Linked DNA regions of Zea mays: region 2 is linked to region 1. A link is a contact called in public Hi-C data. All regions are on one chromosome and are shown on one strand. Each heading gives the region's core, a stretch centred on a gene start, on an enhancer-like site or on the middle of the called end of the contact. The rest is flanking DNA. Distances are from core to core; before and after follow the strand shown. Region 1 holds the start of LOC109942996. Region 2 holds the start of LOC100193827.

Region 1 (4,020 bases), core at 1,361-3,860:
GTTAAATGGCTTCTCAAGCTAAATTTTGGCTGCTCAACAGCAAAATAATTCTCCAACAGATTAGCTATCTGATTTGTTAAGCTATCTGACTCTCCAAATTGACTCTCTCATTAGCCAAATTTGTCTAGTCACCTGACTAACAAAATTAGATAGATAGTCTGTTGAAGTGAAATGCTACATATATAGTGTAATCTTTATGAAAAAGCTAAATATAGAATTAATTTAAATAGAGAGCCAAAAATAAATAGTATCTTAAGATGCTCTAAGGGATCACCGACGCTTCGCTCGCTATTTGCACTGTGCGCGTAGTTGCTAAAATAAGCCCCACCACATATTTCCTCCACGTGCATGCATGCGGTCAATGCATAGATCTCAATATTCTGATGGTTAAAATAGTCTAACTAGCGGGAAAGACAAAGTATGAGCCCAAGTTTTCTAATGATCTACTATTCATATGGTTCTAACTTAGTATCAAACTACGGTCTCCTCTAGTAGGCTACGCACACTTGTGTGGAGCTTATAACAAGGATTAGTAAGGTCATTTTCAGTGAAAGTTTTATTGCACGGTTTTCAAAAGTGACACATCAGCTTTTGTCTATGAAACTGTATAATATTCGAGTTTTATCTGGTTGAAATCATCTCTCCTCTCATGAAACTCTCTCAATCTCTTTCATCATAAATATTGTATCATGTCATCAAATATAGTAATGTGTCATCTCATTTAATGAGAACGAAACTATAATGAAACTTCCACTTAGAATGGCCTAAGAAGCTACACTGATACCACAGTAAAAGTATCGGCGCATTAACAAGAGTTCGCTTTTCTATCTCATTAAAGTCTCGTATTTATATTGTTATCTTTGGTTGTATACTTTACCTTATCAGCTTAGTTATAAGCTACGGATATGTCCGAAACTTAGGCTGCAAAATTCCTTTTATGGTAGAGATAGTAACACTTAGATAAAACTTTAGTTGCACAAATCAACGCTTGGTTATCCGTATACATTTTGTTTAAGAGATAAAATAGAGGCCTAAAATAGAGTGAAAATAGTTCTCCTAATCCACTCCCCCAAGACAACTTTAGTCGCACAAATCAATGCTTGGTTATTCGTATACGGTTTTGTTTAAAAGAAAAATAGTTCTCTTAATTCACTCTCCCTCTTATGCGTCCATGTTCTTTTCAATGTCCATGCCCTATCTAATTCTCCTTGACTCTTTAGTCTTTTCTAAGTCTATTTTAGTTAGCTCCTAGGTTCCTAATCAACAAAACATGTACTTCACCAATAGTAAGGTTAAAAATGACTAACACCTTGCAATGCATCTAAAGAAGTGATGTCCTCATTAACTTAGATACAGGTGGTGGTATGGTAAATCAAAAATTATATTAATCAATGATTGGAAGCTTGCTCTATGTGACCGCATCAAGATTAGATGTAATATTTAGTATATGCTTGTGTACAAGATTTCGAGACTCACTAAGAGAAAGTCACTTTAAAGCAACAAAAAGAATATTGATGTACTTTAAGCATACAACAAAAATTGGACTTTGGTATCCAAATGGGTCATAATTTAAACTGATTGGATATTCACACTTCAATTACACGGAATGCAAGGTAGTTCTCTTTTGCAGCTGTTGCCTGTTGGTTTGGATTCAGGGCTAAAAAAATCTTTCTCAAACTGAAATTCCTCACAGCTGAAGAAGCTTCAAGGAGTACTGGAGTATTTATTTTTCTTGTTAGTACATACTAATAATTAGTATAAGCTGGGGTAGTTTTAAATGTTTCAGTTCTCAGTATTAGCTTAGTTTGCTTTTCCATCTTTTCTTAGGTCAAGCATATATACATCTTAAACCAAAAACAAACTCTAAAAAGGCAACCGTTATAGATAGTATGGTGAATATACCTAACACTGCCATAGTGACTCACGCTAAACTATATGCTCATGACGAGCGTACGCTGCGAGTTCGCGAGGCCCAAACACCAAACAAAAGGAACCAGGACACAAACAAGATCACCTATCATACACCCTCAATATGGTCCAAGAACAACAGAGGGACAGCTGCATCTAAATTTTCTAATTCAGCCTCGCATGTGACGTGGAGCAAGCAACTGATGACTGTTGCTGTGGAATAATGAAGATGGCTCTGCCACTGCCATCCATGTTAAACATCCTACTGTAAGTCAGTCAGGTACTCCTAGCTAGCTAGCTAGCTAGCTAGCTACTGTACATTCTTCTTTCCTAGCCAGGCTCTTCGGGCCGTGCTAGCCAGGTCCATATTAATTTGTGTCAGACAAAGAAGCTTTGTGGTACAATGGATTTGATTTCAGGATCATCAAAAACAATTAGTATGGCCCGGATGTGGTGAAGCAAGCTAGCTAGCTAGCTAGGTTTATTTGCTCCTCTGTTTGTTTTCCTTCTGCCCCATGTCGAAACCAGAGCCTTGTCTCGAGATTAGCATTAATAACAGTGAGTAGAGTAGTGTAGCTTATTGTGTAATCGAGTTATGCTTTGTTCCTTTTGAGAGCGACAGTGGCATCGATGTGCTTTGTTCCCTCCAAATCCTCCCTCTTGTTGTTTTGTGGCTCCCTGCTGCTCATATCACTAGGGTATACGAGTACTACATAGATGCAGCCTTTGCAGGAAACTTCGCAGGCAAAAGAAGAGCCCATGCCCATGAACAGTTTCGGGATTCTACAATTTGGACCGGGACATGTAGTACACAACAGCAAAGCACAAAGCACAAGCACAGCATCTGAGTGAGTGATCTTTATTCCGTTGGTTGCTGATGGGATGGGATGGGATGGCATATGATATCTCCTCATTCATCAGAGCAGAGGTGACTGACTGACTGACTGACTAGTGGATCACCACTCTGAAAATGCTGTGCAGCCACCACCGGACCCTGGACCAGCCCAAAAGCCCATCAACTTGTCTGCTTTTACCAAGACCAAGAATTGCCAGGGTACATGCATTTGGATCTTTTAGTCTAGACATGCATGCTTTGAACTTGAGTTCCACCTCGGTATTGGGCATCGACCTAGTTTTGTGCCATCCATTGTTGTTAGTGTTAGCTAGCAAACATGGCCTTAATCCCATGATGAGCAGGTGCAGGTGCAGATAGCATCATCCCCAAAAACATAAAGCTGCAGCAACAACTAGCCTAGAAATAAAGCATCCTAGCTCTTTTCCTCCTCCACCACCACTTCTCAAGTACTCCCATCCAACACGAACGAACATCTAGAGCTTGGAAGAAAGCTAGCTAGCGAGAGGAATAGGATCGCAATGGTGGAACGGCCGGGCAGATCGGCAGGCGTCAGGGAGGCCAATAAGACTTCCGCTGCCGCCATGGTGAAGACGACGACGACGACCAATAAGGAGGAGCTGGAGAGCCCGTCCTACAGGTTAGCAGCGTTCAAGAGCCTCTTCTCGTGCAGGAACAGCCACGCGCGGCCGCGGGCGCCGGACACCGGCACCGGCAGCAGGAGCAAGAGGCTGGGCTGCTCCGCGCCGTCCATCTGCAAGCTCAAGGACGACAGCGTGCCCGTGCCGCCCAAGGAAACCACGGGCACGGCGTCGGCAGGCGAGCCCTGCAAGCGCCGCGCGTCCGTGAGCGGGAGCAGCGATCGGTGCGTGAAGAAGCCCCAATGTGGCGCTGGCAGCAACAAGCAGCTGCAGCGTGGCGGGTCGTCGTCGTCGTCGGGCGGGTCGTCGTTCAGGGCCGGCATGCAGCTGAGGCGGCTTTCGGGGTGCTACGAGTGCCACATGGTGGTGGCGGGCAGCGCCTCCATGAGGGCCACCACCATCTGCCCCTGCCCGGACTGCGGCGAGGTGTTCGTCAGGCAGGAGAGCCTCCAGCTCCACCAGTCCATCAGGCACGCAGGTCGGTCGCATGCCTCATCTGCACTTTATTCCATCCATCTTTGATGCTTTTCATGTCGACAGTTGGGACACTTTTGACCAACAAACACGCCCATGGCATGCAGTGTCCGAGCTTGGCACTGATGACACGAGCCGCAACAT
Region 2 (4,409 bases), core at 1,331-3,830, 190 kb after region 1:
GGTTGAGTTCTGCCCGCAGGTCATTAGACCTCTCCAGAGAGACTGGAGCGTCCTCTCCCGCGCACCGGCGGTTGAGCTCCGCCCGCAGGTCCTTAGTCGTTGCGGCCCTCACCGAGGGGGAGCGCACTGACGCTGATGCCTCGTGTTGACGCCGGATGACCAAGGCCGGGGCCTGGTAGAGCCAGAGTGCGCCATGTCGAGCAGGCGGTCGACGTCGTCGCGCCACTGCTTCATGGCCTCTAGCGAGGCCGTGGAACTAGGAGGGTGGCGTAGCAACTCTCTGGCCACGGACAGCGCCCCAGGCGCCACCCTAGACGTCCTGGACGTTTGCGCTGGAGTGTGCTGCCGCGCAGAGTGCACAACAGCGGCTGCACCAGGTGTAGGGAGGTTAGTGGCCCGCGGTGTGGAAGAGGTTGCCGCCTCCTCCACCATGAAGTCCTCGGGCATGAAATCATGGTGCTCGACGATGTGGACCATGGTGTCGAGTAGAAGAACAAGCAAAAACCTAAAGCCTAGCCCCCTACCTGGCGCGCCAAATCTCGGAGAGGGAATTTTCCGGCCGGGTGGAGGAACGCACTCGCCCTAAATCCTAAGATGAGGAGGGGCCTAAGTGTTTTGCCTGCTAGATGGAATCGGGAAGAACACACAAGGGTTTAGAGTGGTTCGGGCCGCCGGAGCGTAATACCCTACTCCATTGTGTAATGTATTGAGCTTGAGAGCTTGTATGAACTTGTGAGCCCGAGAGTCTAAGTGAGCTTGAGCCTAAGTTGGGTCCGAGTGAGCCTGCCATGTAACGTCGTGTGCCCTCCCTTTTATAGCTCAAGGGGGGCACGTACAAGGGCGCTGAGCCACGACATGTGGGCCCAGGGGCAAAACAGAGGGAATACATATAGAAGTATCCAATGCCAGTGTCGCCCAGAAGATCTCCAAGCGCCATAATGTCTGTAGTCCATATAGTATTAATATCTCGTGGCTGCCTCCTCGGTAACGCGCGGGTCATGATGAGCACAGTGTATGCTGCAGCACGGGCGTATTGCCTGCCAACGGAATGGACATGCACGCCGCCTATAAGGTGGTCTGGTCGTCCTCCGTCAGCGGAGTGGACAGGGCTCATTTAATGCTGAGGCGGCTTATCGCTTGCCAGTGGAGTGACAGGGCTCATTAAAAGCTGAGGCGGCACATCACCTGCCAGTTTGACAAGCGGCGCACCTTATCCGCAATAAATGCAGAGGACGCGCGGCCCAGAGGCCTTACGTCAGGCTCCGCCCGCTGGCTTACGTCACGGACAGTGGGCCACATGGCAGTATCGGGTCTCCGCCTAAGCGGGGAGCAGAAGCGTGTGTGGTATGGTCTGGACACGTGTCAGCTCCGGACCCCCGCCTGGTCTTGATTAAGGTCTGGGTACTCTTTGTCCCAGAATCCCGGGACCCTGTTGTTAGTGGCCCGGACCCCACACAGAGGGGTTCGAGACCCATCCTAGGGGTCCGGTTCGTGCCCGTGGAGGTTCTGGACCTTACCCGGAGGTCTGGTCCGTACGTACAGGGGTCCAACATTTTCCCATGGGGGTCCGGACCCACTGTTGATATCCTGGAGTATATCGTCTTCTCTGGCCACGTGGCGACCCGGGAGTCGTCCACGTGGTAGGGTCGGGTGCTGTTTACCACGCGACTAGAGATAGCCGCATGGGCACCGTGCCTTCACACTGTAGTAAGGGGTACCCCTGTTTCAGGGTACCGACACATTGCATTGTGGGTGTTGTTATTAATTTGATATCTTACTTAATTGGGTTGGTATCTACTTATACTTAGTAACTGCTAATAAAATTTTGACCAACTTTAAAAGCAATACTCAGCTTTAACCATCTCATTTGGTAAGCCTTACACTTCACATGAGCTCCCACCTTTGGTGATTTCATGCACATTATTCCTCACAACTTGTTGAGTGATGAACGTATGTGAGCTCACTCTTGTTGTACTCACATCCCCTCCGGCCAAGAATAGGTACCACAGGATGAGGCGCGTGGAGGATGTCGTGATGAGTTCGTGAGTGGTCTAGACTGTCGTCTCCCAGTCAACTAGGGTTGCTGGATCGTTGTGTGCATATGATGTAATTATTTAGCATGGACTATTATATAGTAAAGATGTGGCATTCGTTTCTGTACCATGAGTCATCATATGTGTGAGACTTGGTCTCAGCACACTTGGTGACGGCGTCCGGGTTTTGGTGCCCCTAAAACCCGGGTGTGACAATACCGAGAGTATGCCTACACATGACCCTACGGAAGACCTACCGCGATAACCCGAGGGAGTCAATCTCTCTCTCTGTCACTGTCTCTCTCTAGTAGAAAATAGATCCCCTCTGTAAGTTTCAACCCTTTGAGATATAAAAGGGTAAGACGATCACTTTCTTCTGACACAAGCACACCAGTTATAACACGCTCTACTGCTATACTACGATCAACACTACACTATGCATTTCATCGTTGGGTATCAATAGGTGATGTATCGCGGTGGTGGATCGGAGCGCAGCCAAACCAGACATTTTAAAAGAAATTTCAAAAAGAAAAGAAAAAAAAAAGGAGATAAGAAATGGTGAGCAGGCAAGCATGGAGTGGAGTGCTTTTAAATTTGGGTGTCGCTGTCGTTGAAAGCGATGGGTGGCTAGTTTTACAGACAGACAGCAGCACCTGCTCCTCCGTCTGGACTGACTGACTAGTGACTCAGCTCCACCCACATCCCCCTTCGTCGTCTTCTCCCTCCCTGCTAGCTGACCTCCAATCCACGATAAGGCAAGATAAGCTAGCTAGGAAGGCAAGGGATCCGATGGACAAGTACGAGCCCGTTCGCGAGATCGGGGCGGGCAACTTCGGGGTGGCCAAGCTGATGAGGAACAAGGACACGAGGGAGCTGGTGGCCATGAAGTTCATAGAGCGAGGAAACAGGGTGAGTAGTCAGTCTAGCCGTCGCGTCTTCTTTGCTAGCTAGTATCTAATTGATGGATTAATTGATAGATCGACGAGAACGTGTTCCGCGAGATCGTGAACCACCGCTCCCTCCGCCACCCCAACATCATCCGGTTCAAGGAGGTGGTGCTGACTCCCACGCACCTTGCGATCGTGATGGAGTACGCTGCGGGCGGGGAGCTGTTCGAGCGCATCTGCGACGCCGGGCGGTTCCACGAGGACGAGGCGCGCTACTTCTTCCAGCAGCTGGTTTGCGGCGTCAGCTTCTGCCACGCCATGAACATCTGCCACCGGGACCTCAAGCTGGAGAACACGCTGCTGGACGGCAGCCCGGCGCCGCGCCTCAAGATCTGCGACTTCGGCTACTCCAAGTCCTCGGTGCTGCACTCGCGACCGAAGTCAACGGTGGGCACGCCGGCGTACATCGCGCCCGAGGTGCTGTCGCGGCGAGAGTACGACGGGAAGCACGCCGACGTCTGGTCGTGCGGAGTCACGCTCTACGTCATGCTGGTGGGGGCGTACCCGTTCGAGGATCCAAAGGACCCAAAGAACTTCAGGAAGACAATACAGCGCATCATGTCGGTTCAGTACAAGATCCCCGAGTACGTGCACGTCTCCCACAACTGCCGCCACCTCCTCTCCCGCATCTTCGTCCAGAACCCGTACAAGAGGATCACCATGAGCGAGATCAAGACCCACCCCTGGTACCTCAAGAACCTGCCGAGGGAGCTCAAGGAGGAGGCGCAGGCAGCCTACTACTACAGCCGCCAGGGAGACAGCAGCAGCAGCAGCAGCAATAATGCGACAGCAGCACCCGCCTACTCGTCGCAGAGCGTGGAGGAGATCTTGAGGATCGTGCAGGAGGCGCAGACGGTGCCCAAGCCACCGTCCAGGCCCGACGAAGCAGAGCAACAGGAAGAAGAAGACGACCATGACGATGACGACGACTACGACAGAACGGTGCGGCAGGTGCACGCCAGCGGAGAGTTCGACATGATTATGAGCAGACTCCAAATCTGACTCTTAGTATCTTGCCTGCCATTGGTAGTTTTGTGTTGTAATGCGTGCCTGTAACATGAATTTCAGTCAAACTATACACTATCATAATGGTGATGGTATTGATGAAAATATTCAGTGGTAGGATTCTCTCTCATGACATCTTAACAAGAAAAGGAAGCAGGTATCAGCAGTTAGCATCGACCTTCATTGACAGTGAGCACCACAACCAAAGTCAGATCACACACCACAAATAAATTAATTAATTAATAGATAGATAGATTTTTAATCGATTGGTATTAGATTGTTCTCTTCCCACCTTTACTTACACCATCTTCCATTATGTTCCACATTTCCCTAGCAGGGCAGGAGCTGCTCAAAAGAACCAGGAAATAATAATTACAATCATAATGTGAGCGTATAAATATTGACTTGTACAGGGCCATGCTCC

The links. Hi-C and Micro-C count contacts between places; a contact is called where the count stands out from the background.
Region 2: a Hi-C map of ear shows a contact between it and region 1, with 5 times the contacts expected there. The contact joins the promoter of LOC100193827 here to the promoter of LOC109942996 in region 1. A contact is called at or near these places in 6 of 25 Hi-C or Micro-C datasets (bundle sheath, ear, endosperm and 2 more) and 1 of 3 datasets of contacts at active chromatin or transcription factors (leaf).

The regions. Positions count from the first base shown.
Region 1 is chr10:151,307,620-151,311,639 of Zm-B73-REFERENCE-NAM-5.0, forward strand. LOC109942996 reads left to right here and starts at 2,611. Exons shown (of 2, transcript XM_020545668.3): 1 at 2,611-3,880; 2 at 3,984-4,020. The coding sequence starts at 3,283.
Region 2 is chr10:151,500,973-151,505,381 of Zm-B73-REFERENCE-NAM-5.0, forward strand. It overlaps LOC100193827, which reads left to right and starts at 2,581. Exons shown (of 2, transcript NM_001138909.1): 1 at 2,581-2,942; 2 at 3,011-4,090. The coding sequence starts at 2,823. The coding sequence ends at 3,982. LOC100502197 reads right to left here. Exons shown (of 14, transcript NM_001363231.1): 14 at 4,213-4,409.